Regions from separate parts of the Mus musculus genome. Here region 1 is linked to region 2. Evidence: chromatin contacts called from public HiChIP or PLAC-seq data. All regions are on one chromosome and are shown on one strand. Each heading gives the region's core, a stretch centred on a gene start, on an enhancer-like site or on the middle of the called end of the contact. The rest is flanking DNA. Distances are from core to core; before and after follow the strand shown.

Region 1 (6,290 bases), core at 1,164-3,663, 110 kb before region 2:
TGCCAACCAAGTGCCCGCCATCCCACAGCTCCATCTGTGCTTGTTGGCATGGGCAGATACAATGAACCTTAGAAAAGAGGCCCACGGAGAGATGCACAGGATTACAGAGCTGCTTCTCATCCACACTGTACGGCCCGTAGCCTCTGCCTTTTGCCTCCTATGTACTTCATCTTATGACCACCATGAATGTGCCAGAAGCCGGCTGTGGTTTGGTAATGGAGGTCTGCTTCTTGAATGCTTATTACCGAAATCTGCCCTTTGCAAAGCAAAGCAAAGCAAAGCAAAGCAAAGCAAAGCAAAGCAAAGCAAAGCAAAGCAAAGCAAAGCAAAGCAAAGCAAAGCAAAGCAAAGCAAAGCAAAGCAAAGCAAAGCAAAGCAAAACAATCACACTATGACTTTTATTCTCTGTCTGTCTGTCTGTCTGTCTGTCTGTCTGTCTGTCTGTCTGTCTCTCTCTGTGTGTGTGTGTGTGTGTGTGTGTGTGTGTGTGTGAGAGAGAGAGAGAGAGAGAGAGAGAGAGAGAGAGAGAGAGAGAGAGAGAGAGAGAGAGAGAGAAGTCAACTACACACACCTCTGATGCCATCTAAATTAGTTTTGAGATAGGGTCTCTTGTTGACCTGGAAGAAACTTCCTCTTCCTATTGGAGTGATAAAACTTGAAACTTGAGGGAGAGGGCTTATTCTGGTCCACAGTTCAAGGGCCCAGTAACACACGGCAGGGAAATCAAGGTATCAAGGTCACAGGAGCTTGAAGCAAGTTGATCTGAGTCCCATCAATAGTCTGAAACAGGGGGATGGATGCAGGACTGTGACCCCATTCCCTTTCTCTATTTACACAGCCCAGAATCTCAGCTAGGGAACTGTGCCACCCATAGTGGGTGGGGTCTCTCGTTACAATTAAAATAATCCAGAGAGCCCCATACATGTGTACCCAGAGACCCATCTCCCAGGCCATTCTGGAGCTTCTCACGCTGTCAAGTTGACAGTAAATATGACATATCAGGACTAAGCAATGAGGCTAGGCTGCGGTTCTCCTCTTTCCCACCCTGGGATTACAGGTACATGCCACCACACCTAGTTTTAATCCCATGGATACTAGGGGTTAAATCCATGTCATCAGGCTTGTGCAGTAAGCATTTTATTGACTGGATTATCTCCTCAGCTCAGTAGTTAGACTCCCTGTTACACCTACATGATCCAACCTATTGGCTCTGCTTAACCCCAGTACTCCTTGGTTATCATGGGTTGAACACACTTATCAGGTTTAAGGTTTAGAACAGAACAGATGCATCTTAGCTTTGCACTGTTTTAGACTGCTTTCTTTCTTATTCTTTTTTCTCTCTTTCTTTCTTTTGTTGTTTGTTTATTTGTTTGTTTGTTTAAAGAGAATGTTTCTTTGTTTTCACTCTTGCTGTCCTGGAACTCACTCTGTACACAAGGCTGGCCTCAAACTCACAGAGATCTGCCTGCCTCTGTCTTCCCAGCGCTGGGATTAAAGGCATGTGCTACCACCACCTGGCTTCCATATTTTCTCTATCCAGAGCTATGCATATCTAACTCTACCACACCCATACCTACAGTAGGAATAGCGTGTGCATGCACACATTAACTTGACAAACATCTACTCTTCCCCCATGGTGCATTGCCATCCCTGCTTAAAGCCAGATCTCAAGCATGGTTGCACATGTTTATAATCCCAACACTTGTGAGGCTCAGGCAGGAGGATTGTAGTGAGTTTGAGGCCAGCCTGGACTACACAGTAAGACTGTCTTGAAAAGTGTGTTTATGTGTATGTGTGATGGCTCAGCAGATAATGTCACTTGCCAAGCCTGATGACCTAAATTCAATCCCTAGGATCCACAAGCTGAAAGGAGAAAACCCACTCCCACAGGTTGTCCTCTGATTGTGACACACACCCACGACACTCTCATGCCCGGTAATCACAGTACTGTTTGAAGGAACCTGACAGGAAGCCCTTTCACCATGACTGTCATGACCTGGTCTATTCATGGAACAGTTTGTGCAAGATTGTGTATTAACTCAGTCAGTAGAGCTTGAGACTCTTAATCTCAGGGTCGTGGGTTTGTGCCCCACCTTAGGCACCACCTGTTGCTGGAAATATTAAAATGAACAGCGAGTTCCCACTCAGCCACAGTAGTCTCGCAGGCCAGTTCTTATCTCGTGGAGACTCTCTGACCCAGAGCTCCAAAATCTCTCCATCCAGATCACTCAGTTCCCACTGGTGGGCTGCTACCACGCCAGCCCCATGCTTCAAATCTCCCACAGCCTTTGTGGTGCACCTCTGACAAACCCACGCTTTGCTGCCATACCTTTCTCTCTTGAACCCAGTCGAACCGCTGCGTGAAGGAAAACACCACACAGACTTAGTTCAGAAACAGAAGTGAAAGAAAGGGTTTGGCTGTTAGTTTTCTGGAAAGATCCCACTTACTGAAATAGAGCAAGGAAAAAACAAGCTGAGTTGTCTGGACTAAGCTAGAAAAACAAAGAAAGCCAGAGTTGGCGGTGAAGGTCACCCAGAGAGCTCTGCTAAGAAAAAACAAGGCCCACACTTGATGTCCTTCAGGTTGATTAGACACTGGCTTTTGAAAGATGAGAAGCTGTGTTTTTAGAGGATTTGTGGACAGTCACCAGGAGATCTCATACATGTGTCACACATGCTATGTATGACAATAACAGAAAACACAGAGTCATTGTGGTCTGATGTCTCACCCAGCCTAAAATGTATCTTCAAGTCCATGGTGTGTACTTGAAATTAGAAGAAATTTGAAGACAGACCTGCAGAGTGAATTTATGCTGCCTGATCTCTAAGGGTTAAAAACAAAGGTTTAAGGCCCCGTGGATCGATGTCCAATGGCTACCTCCGGTGCAATACTAACATAATGCACGTTGGACTTTGGTCTGGAGACAGACTATAGCACTGCCCTGAAATTTTCTCACTGTTAGGGTGTGTGGGAAGAGACTGAGCGAGAATAAGTTAGTCTGCATAATAAAACAAACAAGCAAACAGCAACAGAGCAGAAAACAAAGCCCACTAAACCTTCGAGAGCCTGAAAATACTGTGGGTTTTCAGAAGCAAAACAGGCTGAGTAGATCTCTGCTTTATTTCAGCCTTCAAATATACAGCATTCAGTTACTCAAATAAAAGAAAACCAACAAAGACATCCCTTGTGGTTTTCTCCAAAATGCAACCATACACAAAAGGTTTAAGGTTAACCCGCAAATGAAGGCAAGAGAAACACCCAGTGCCCTGAACACCGAGGTGCCTGTGGCCGGCTATCACTGTGTCCTTCTCTCTCCAGTTAAGAGATGCTGTTATGTAGAGTGAGCTGGCTTCATGCTCAGTACATCAGTACCCACTCAGTACATCAGTACACACTCAAGGGGGACCTCAAGTGACACACTTATACCTCAGCACCTGGAAAAAGACAAACTTGTATTTGTCCTTGTATGGGAAAGGGACAAACTTGTATTTGGAGGACTAGGCAAAGGCAAAACACACACACACACACACACACACACACACACACATTGTTGTGACTTGAAATGTTCAGAAGTCTACCTTCTCAAAACCCGCATCTAATCAGAGCTATCACCATAAACAATGTAAAGAAACGTGAAAGACAGCATTCTGCTACTTGCACTCCCCAATGCCAGGCTAGAGCAGAGTTGGCCCAGGAAGCAAAACCATAATAATCCTCTATAGATGAGGAAGCAGGACCTCTCACATCGCTATGTATCGGATCCAGACTTTCTGGCTCTTAAACCCATGTCCATATTTGCTGGTCACTGCCATCCTTCCTTCCCCTACTTCACAAGTATAGGTCTCCGGGGTCATACGGACAAAGGTCAGACTCTGCAGGGTCATAAGGACCCAGGCTATTGAAAGTCACTATTACGTGATATCTCCTACTATCAAGGACTAGAATGCAGATGGGATGCTGGGGGATGTAAGAAGCCTCTTGGTGCTTCAGGTTTCTCCTCTGTGCTACATAGGCAATGACACTTGCTGTATTAGTTTGTGCTAGAGACTCAGCACGACAGCACTTGGCACATCTAGCACGGACCTAGAGCACAGAAAGCCCTGTAGAGTTTCTTTGCTAGGACTGTCACAACAGCAGCAGAGTACCAAACTTTACCTTGAGGCAGGACTCAGAAAATATTTCTAACTTCTGGCCCGAGGACACAAAGATACCAGCTGCCTGACCTCTGCCCAGTCACGTGCCCTCTGCAGGTCTCTGGTGCTCTTGGCACCCCGACGTCTGTGCCCAGATCACCACAGGAAAGCATTCTGTGAAACTCCTTGAGCACAGGCCACAAGCTGCTTTCATAACTGCTTCTAATCTCTCACAGGTCCTAACAACATGCTTGTCACACTGTAATCACTTGGAGACAAGAGAGCTCCAGGGAGCCTGTCTGGCTTTGGCAGTAAAGATAAGGGGCTGGTGTCCTTTACTAAGTGCCAAAAACACCTAATGGTGGGAGTGTATGTTCTTATCTTTCTGGAAGACAATTAGGGGGCAGATATTAGACATTCTTTCTTAAACACCTCGTCTCTGAGTGTGTGTGTGTGTGGGGGGGGGCTGGGAGGCACTAGTCATGTGTGACAAGTATATATAAGGAGGTTAGAATTGGTATTTTCCTTCCACTGTGTGTGTCCCTGAAATCTAACTGAGGTCACCTGGCTCAGCAGAAAATGCCTTTACTCAGTGAGCCAGTGTGGGTAGTCTTTGACTACCAGTATCTATTTCTATAAATTTATCCTAAGGTGATGTCCAGAGGTTTAGCTAAGACAACTACTCACTGATAGCAGGGTGTTCAAAATACAGTTGCAAAGCAAACAGCCTTAGATGTTTTAAGGAGAGTGTAATGGCAAGTTGAATTATGTTGTATGCCCAACAAATCAGTACCTATTAATATTAGTTTTGCAAACCCTTTTATTTGTATAGAAATTGTTTTCAATGCTATACTTTGATTTTCATTTGCTTTAAAATACTTATATGTACACATATGTTTTATATAATACATAGTATACACACATATAAATGTATATAGTACATATACATTGTACATATATTTACCTATAAATGAAAATATAGACAAAGTATGTAAAGTGTGCATCTATATTCTCAGGCTTGAGAGCATTTGATGACTTCTGATATGCTACTACAGCTTTGTCCTTTTTAATGTTCTTTTCTTATCTATATTTTATTATTTTGCAAAGAATATATATTAATTAAAGAAAAAAGAAAAAATTTCCTTTAAGTTATTGTGTTCCCAAAGATATAAGACCGGTTCTTGAGGGCTGGGTGGTTATGTTTTTTGTTTTGCTTTGAGGTATGAGGACTCGAGTTCAGTCTCCTGGACCCACACGGCAGAAGCTGGGCACGGTGGTACAAGGCTGGAATCGCTGCACTGGGAAGACAGGTACATTTGTGAGGCTCACTGGCCAGCCAGCGTAGCTTACTGGTGAGCCTCAGGCTAATGAGAAACATGGCCACAGAAAGCAAGGTTAAAAACACTTAAGCAATGACAATTAGCTTAAGTGAATAGCTCTCACATTCATGATATGTATGCACATCATCACACACATGTACCTGCACACACATGAAAATTCACATACATGCATACACATAAGAACATCTTTGAACTACACAGACTGAAACAATGGTTCTAAAAATGCTTTTCAACTTCCACATGTTCTATCTCACCTAGAAGGACAATTAATAAGCTGACATTTTTTGGTCTACCGTAGGGAATGACTAGAAGCAGAACCATTAGCAATGCTTGGTTACTCTCTGGGTCTTATAAAACTACTGGCTAAAAGAATGTGTAATCATGAAGCCAGCATGGTGCCCCTGACATGGTGCCAGACAGAGCACAGGGGCATGACAATGAGTGTTGAGCTCTATGTACATAAGGAGCTATAACTGGGAATGTGAACACTGCCCCTCCCTGCCCTCCTAAAACATGGTGGTTGACGAAATGATGGCTGGTGGCCCCGTCAGTTCTGAAACCAAATGGTTGAAAAGACCCTGATGAGATTCTGAGTTGGCAAAACAAAGTTAGACCAAATCAATGGGCAACCAAGCCAAGGCCCTGTTCAGACTGTGTAATAGGAGTGGTGTCCATCAAACAGTGCAGCTGACAATGCTCCCGGTAAGGTAATTACCATGTTAGCAATAAGCTACACTTATCCACAGGTCCAGAAAATTCCTCTTGTCTGGGAGTCTGACTCTAATCTAAGGCAAACCACATACCAGGACTTACAGT
Region 2 (6,256 bases), core at 363-2,862:
TACAGTAACATGAATGAAAGCAGGACATATAGCATCATATTTGCCACATTCTATTTGCTAGTGGTGAGACACTTGACTTAGCCATACTTAGTGAGTCAGGTCTACCTGGCTGTTGCCAGGTAACTGTGGGGAGGAGCATACCTGGCTGTTGCCAGGTTAACTGTAGGGTGGAGTTTAGACAGAATGCTAACACCAGCAGGTTTAGTTCATTGGTACCATGCTGTGGACTGTCTGGTATGGAATGTTACCTACTGGGATGGTGAATCTTGATTGCTAACCTGATTGGAACAGGTTGTCAACCAGATTGGAACCTAGAAAATTATCAAAGCACCTTCTGGCTGTATCCATGATGGTGTTTCCAGAGACAGAAAATGGACAAAGGGGCCAGCCCTTAAAGGGGGAAGACTTGCCTTGAACGTGGATGGCACTGTCCAATAGGCTAGAGCCTTGAATGGAACAAAGGTAGAGGAAGGAGGGAACCAACCAGTAGGTGCAAGCTTTACTACTCTGGAGCAGATGTGCACATTGCTGCTTGTGTCACTCATGGACACAATTTTGCCTTCTGCATCCTTTCAGAATCCTAGTCAGACACTCTCCAAGATGCTTCCAGGCATTAAATCTCAGACTGGGACAGCATCATTTTTCAATTTTGTTCTCAAGCTTCCAACTTCTAGGGCCAAGCAGTTACAGAATTCTCTGCTTCTCCATTGCGCAGATAGTCATTGTGGCACAGATTGTGTGAGCCAATCTAATAAAGTTCTTATAATTATAAGCGGAATATACATTGTATAGGAGGAGACCATGACAAATGCAGATATCTCTAGAGTGTAACCCTGGATAACACAGAGCAGATGTCCCAAGAACTGCTTAGGCAAAAGATTCCAGCTGAGTGGAGATACTGACATTGCATAGGGGCCACCACCTAAAGAGGCTTCCTCAAGCATATCCTTGTCTCCCTTGTCTCTGTTCTGGGCATCCTGATCCTAATGAACAGGGCAGAAAGGCAGAGCTCTGCCAAGACACAAAGAGTTCAGGGTATTGCTTACTTGTTTTGAGTTTGGCTTTATGTGTATGAGCCAGGTAATCATTTGGCCAATCACTGAACAACTGAACACATTCCATGGGCCAGGCCCAGGTAACAAATGGGGAAGGCAGGAAGATCTTTGCTCATTGGAGAATGTGTTGCAGTCATTATTTTCCTTTTGGGTTTGAAATGGTTTCTCTGTTGGTTTAGAGAGAATACCACAGATCCTATACTCTGGTTGCATAATCATGGCGGTGCTGGGGAGCCTGTTAGCCATTAGCAGGAGGTTTACTATCCTGAAAGTCATTGTCCTAGGTCTTGTCTCTGATCACCCACTCACTTTGACTGCCCTGAAGCAGTGTTGACAAATATAAGTGCATTCTCACACCTACCTCCTAGATTCCCTCTCTGATGTCTTTTTTTTTTTCCAGAGTATTGCTAAATAATCCAGTACAGGGCTGCCTTGAATTCTCTATGTAAGCCCAGGCTAGCCTAAAACTGGAAGCGATCTTTCCCTACTTCTGCCTTCTGAGAGTTTGTGTTATAGTCATGTGTTAGCATGACTGGCTGGTTTCATTTCTGTTTTTTTGTATATGTGACTTACTGCCTGGTAATATGTGGATAATTTACTTCTTGTCTCTATTGTGTGTGCTTCTGCTATATCTCGAGACATAAGTCTAGAGCTATGTGTGTCTCCTACTGTACTCAGCTAATAGTAATTGAGAAATGAAGTGAGCCCCATCATGTCAGGCTTCCCATTTAGGTCCTATGTTGTTGTTTAGGAAATGCTTATGCGAGCAAACATAAGAGTAGCATTAAGAACATTCATTGCTCTTGTAGAAGACCCAGGTTCGATTCTCAGTGCCCACATGGTGGCTTATAACTGTCTCTAATTCCAGTTCCAGGTGATCTAACACCCTTTTTCGATGCATGTGGTGCACAGACATACATATGAGCAAACCTATACATATAAAATAAATAAATAATTAATCTAAAATAAAGAAGTTCTTGCTGTGTAGGCCTGGATGGCTTGGAACTTGTTATTTGTGGCAATCCTCCTGCTTCTGCCTCTAGAGTCCAGGGATTACAGGTATATGACACCACACCAGACTGGATGATTTTTCTGAAGGAATAATGATGCCGAGAAAACTGCCCAGGCCCTTACTGTGGCTACTAGTCCCAGCAAGGAAATTGGGTTTAATTTGTTCCTGCGACTAAGAAATGAGAAGTGATTCACAAATGCCAAGTGTGTTGGTGATGAATGTAGTCATGGCTGGCTCTTATGCCAATGGGTCAGTGATGAATGGAGTCGTGGCTCTCTCCCATGCCACAGTTCTTCCTCTCGTCTGTCCAGCAGTCTAGTTTTCATTGTTCTAATGAGTCTCTGCAGGGGCAGGGTGAGCAGGCCGCTAATGAAGCCTGGGTCGCCTGGTGGTCTGAGTTGAGTCTAATTGGAGCCAAATCATCTGCTCTCTACTTTATCCTGTGAAGCATGAGGAGACGCTGGGAAGCAGCAACTGCTTTCTTCAAGCACTCAGGGAAGTTCGATGCTGTAAACTCTCCAGGCCTTGCAAAGGAAGTGTTTATGGGAAGTGAAGCTACCGTGGCTAACCTCAGCTTTTGGTTTAATTTTTGTTCTCACTTATGTCTTCCTCCCATTGCTCTGAATGTTCTTCTGACTTCTTAACACAATCCTTTAGTTAAAGCCCTTGATGTTTATAATGGTGGACAATGTAAAATTTCAGGTTTTAATATTGAACTGTGTACACACACACACACACACACACACACACACACACGAGGATAATCAAAGCAGATCTGATTATGCATACCAGGCTGGCCTCCGATGTATAGAGATCCAGCCTCTGCCTTTCCTTTGCTGAGATCAAAGGAAGGTGACGTCATGCCCAATCCATTTTGACGACAAATGGCTTTGCTTGACAATTAAATTATAGTTATATAATATATAATAGAATTGTATACTTAAAATCACACACATACACACACACACATCCATCCATATGCCAATTGCAAAACTGAGTTTTGTCTGAATAACTTGATTCCGCTTTGCAGAAAGCAGCCTGCACTTCTGTAGAAGGGCAAAAGTCACAGACTCAACTCCATTTGGCTAGAGATTCCTTCAGAAGAAGCTAAAAGCCTCTGACTTCACTTTCACTGTGGGGTGTGGGGAGGGGTTTTGTCATTGTCATGGTAAACTCTGAAACCCAAGTGCTTGTTGTAGATGTGGCACAGAATGGGTAATCATGGGCGCTTCTGTCTCACCATTCTGTGCCCTGGAGTTCTCTTCCTAACAGGAATGGGAAGCAGGGTTGCTGCAGGGAAGAGTCTGAACAGAGAACTAAGTTTTAACCTGAAGTATCAGTATAAAGTCATGAGGTAGCTTTTCTTGCTCTCTTTCCCTGTGCCCTCTCTCCTTTCTTCTATCCTTCCTCTCTTCCATAAATAAAAATGTGTGCACTATAGAAAAGCCTAGATCAGTGACTGCCCCAGCCTGCATCTCCACATACCACTTTTTAGAGATAAGGCTAATTTCATGTTTGGAACAAGAAATGTGTAATACAGTTTTAGGAGATTGGATTTTAGTAGACAGCAAGGATACTTTTAAATATTAGTGACATTCTGTTAGGAGGGTGTAAGAGTCACTTAGAGACCTCCATGGACAACAGATTGGCAAATGTGAACTTTCTGTAGTTGGATCACCTCAGTTCCAGGTCTGCCAGGCAGGCTGCTCTCATGAGCATCAGACACAGGAGAGGCTGAGCTGAGTCAGGACTTGCTTTTTCCAGCCTTGACCTAGTCAATCACAGTGTTCCAGTTTTCTCTCATCCAGTGCAATGTCCCCATCTGCACAGGCATCTTGAGATACTTCCGATGATCTGCCTTGAAGGTGGCAAGGTGTTTTTGTCTTGTTTTTTGTTTTGTTTTTGTTTTTGACAGGGTTTCTCTGTGTAGCCCTGGCTGTTCTAGAACTCACTCTGTAGACCAGACTGGCCTTGAACTCAGAGATCTGCCTACCTCTGCCTCCCAAGTGCTGGGAGTAAAGATGTGTTGCCACTGCTGCCCAGTGAAAATGTTAATTTTTTAAAATATATGTCCTCTTATTATTCTTTTCTATTTTTTTCTTAATGTTTAGTTAGCATTTAAATGCTATGCTTCCCAGTTTCCTCCCCAGGTGTCCCAGACAGCCCAGTATAATAGCCAGATAGGACTAATTCTAGCCCCTCGGTGGACTATATTATTTATTTTGAATGAAAAGCATTGATCAGATAGGAGTGTGATAGGATATCTGTCAGGTATTGTGGTAATTCTTTCAATTCTTAGTTATTAATTGATTTTTAAATTTTATGTGTGTGAGTGTTTTGCCTGCATGTATGTATATGTACCATCTGTGTGCAGGGCATTCAGAGGCCAGAAGAGGGTAAAGGGTTCCCTGGAACTGGAGTTAGTTGTGGGCTGTCATCTGGGTTCTGGGAACTAATCCCAGTCCTCTGTAAGAGCGGTGCTCTTAACCATTGTGCCATCTCTGCAGTCCCTCGTCCAATTCTGTATTCTGTGAGTACACATTAGAAGTCTCTAGCCAGATCCTTGGTTATGGACTGAGACACAAAGAAAACAACACGGACCTAAAACTTGTGTTGTTTGCAGTCTAGAAAGGAGACTGGATGATTAATCTAATAATAGTGTAGGTATGTTTGGTGTGCTGAGTGCTATTTAGTAAGAAACACAGTCCCCACCCCCAAGGGAAAGCTAAAGGATAGATTAACTAGAAGAAGGGAGTTAGGGAGAGGCCATTCAGATAGAAGAAAGAGCCTGGGCTAGAGAGTACTGTGCGTGTTAGAATTTGAAGAGGCTGAAGAAAGTCAATAGAGTTAGAATATATACAAAGAGTGGGAAGCGGCATAAAGCAGTATGAACATGTCAGGGGCAAGGCATCTCAAGACCTAAGGAATGAGTTCCCGGTTCTGTGTTAAACTTGGACTTACTAGAGGTCGGAGATCATTAGGTAATTTTTCTTGGATCAGTGTTTTTGGGTATGTGTGCATATATGTGTGTGTACATGAGCATACCCAGGCCTTTGCTGCTGCGTTCAGATGCAGGGAGTCAAAGTATAAGCAACTTTGTGAAGTGCTGGATAGGAAAGACACTTGTGGTTGACCAGTAAGTTCAAGGGTGATAGTCCAAAAGCGTGCTGTCACCATCACTATTGTGAGACACATCTGAGACTTCTGGTTTTCTAATAGTTTCAGCAATATATAGGCCTAAGGACACCTTCAGGCTGTAGAGCCACCTCCCACCCTCACCCCCATGAGCATCCTTGAACATGCAGGTTGCTGCTGGCTACCTTCTTTTTGGTACTATGCACATATTACTGGGGGCAACTTCTGGACAGTTACTCTTTGCCCTATAAACTTGTTGAATTCATACACCAAATGTTCTCCAATGACAGGGAAATATTTCCATTTAATGGTCACCAGAGCCCCCTACTGGGAGAATTGGTTCAACTACCAAGTACCATCAGGAAGGGCAGATACTGTTTTACAGTCTGCTAGAAGATCTGGCTACTACTTTTGAATAACTCTGACATGAGTCCTGAAGGTCAGCTTCTCACTTGACGTTTTCCCCCAATTACCTTGCCTTGAAGACACATAAAAATTTAATCTTAAAATTGGGGTTGGAGAGGTGGCTCAGTAGTTAGGAGCCCTGGTTGTTTCTTCTTAGGAACCAGGTTCAATTCCCAGCACCCACATGGCACGTGAGAATCATCAGTAACTCCATTCCTGAGATACCAACACCCTCTTCTGACCTCAGTGGGCACCCAGCATACACCTGCTACAAGACATACATTCAGGCAAAAGAGTCATACAACAATACAATATATATTATTCAACTGGAATCGATTGTCAAGAAACCTTTTGCCCCAATTGTCAAGAAACCTTTTGCCCCAATGTCCTGCTGTAAGAACATCTGGACTTCTCAGAGTACCGTGTCCTCTGTTGTGTTGCTAACATTTGTGGGAAAGGATGTTCCACAATGGGGCCAGATACACATTTCTGTGTTCTTGTAATTAAACAGTATGTGATGAAGCTCATTTAAAAGTCATTACAGAGTTAACAAAAATTATAAAGCCACTCCAGGGAGAGCTTGTACTCCTTACACACATCTTATTCTTCCACTGCACACTTGTGCCAACTAAGGAATGGATCCACCCTG

Evidence for each region. HiChIP or PLAC-seq counts read pairs in DNA pulled down with a chosen protein or histone mark.
Region 1: an H3K27ac HiChIP or PLAC-seq map of microglia shows a contact between it and region 2, with 5 times the contacts expected there. The contact joins two enhancer-like sites. A contact is called at or near these places in 1 of 15 datasets of contacts at CTCF or cohesin (pro-B cells), 4 of 484 Hi-C or Micro-C datasets (bone marrow-derived macrophages, embryonic stem cells, nephron progenitors and 1 more), 3 of 115 datasets of contacts at active chromatin or transcription factors (bone marrow-derived macrophages and microglia) and 2 of 9 other capture datasets (bone marrow-derived macrophages and embryonic stem cells).

Annotation. Positions count from the first base shown.
Region 1 is chr8:83,213,349-83,219,638 of GRCm38.p6, reverse strand. All of the region lies in intron 2 of Tbc1d9 (TBC1 domain family, member 9), which reads right to left. Among named protein-coding and RNA genes, the nearest start is that of Gm42027, 6.4 kb to the left of the region's middle. Within about 2 kb of position 2,413, at least 10 of the 459 cell types and tissues checked have an H3K27ac peak or open chromatin away from gene starts, as enhancers often do. A contact at or near this core is called in microglia, where this site is marked.
Region 2 is chr8:83,099,512-83,105,767 of GRCm38.p6, reverse strand. No RefSeq gene overlaps it. Among named protein-coding and RNA genes, the nearest start is that of Tbc1d9, 63 kb to the left of the region's middle. Within about 2 kb of position 1,612, at least 48 of the 459 cell types and tissues checked have an H3K27ac peak or open chromatin away from gene starts, as enhancers often do. A contact at or near this core is called in microglia, where this site is marked.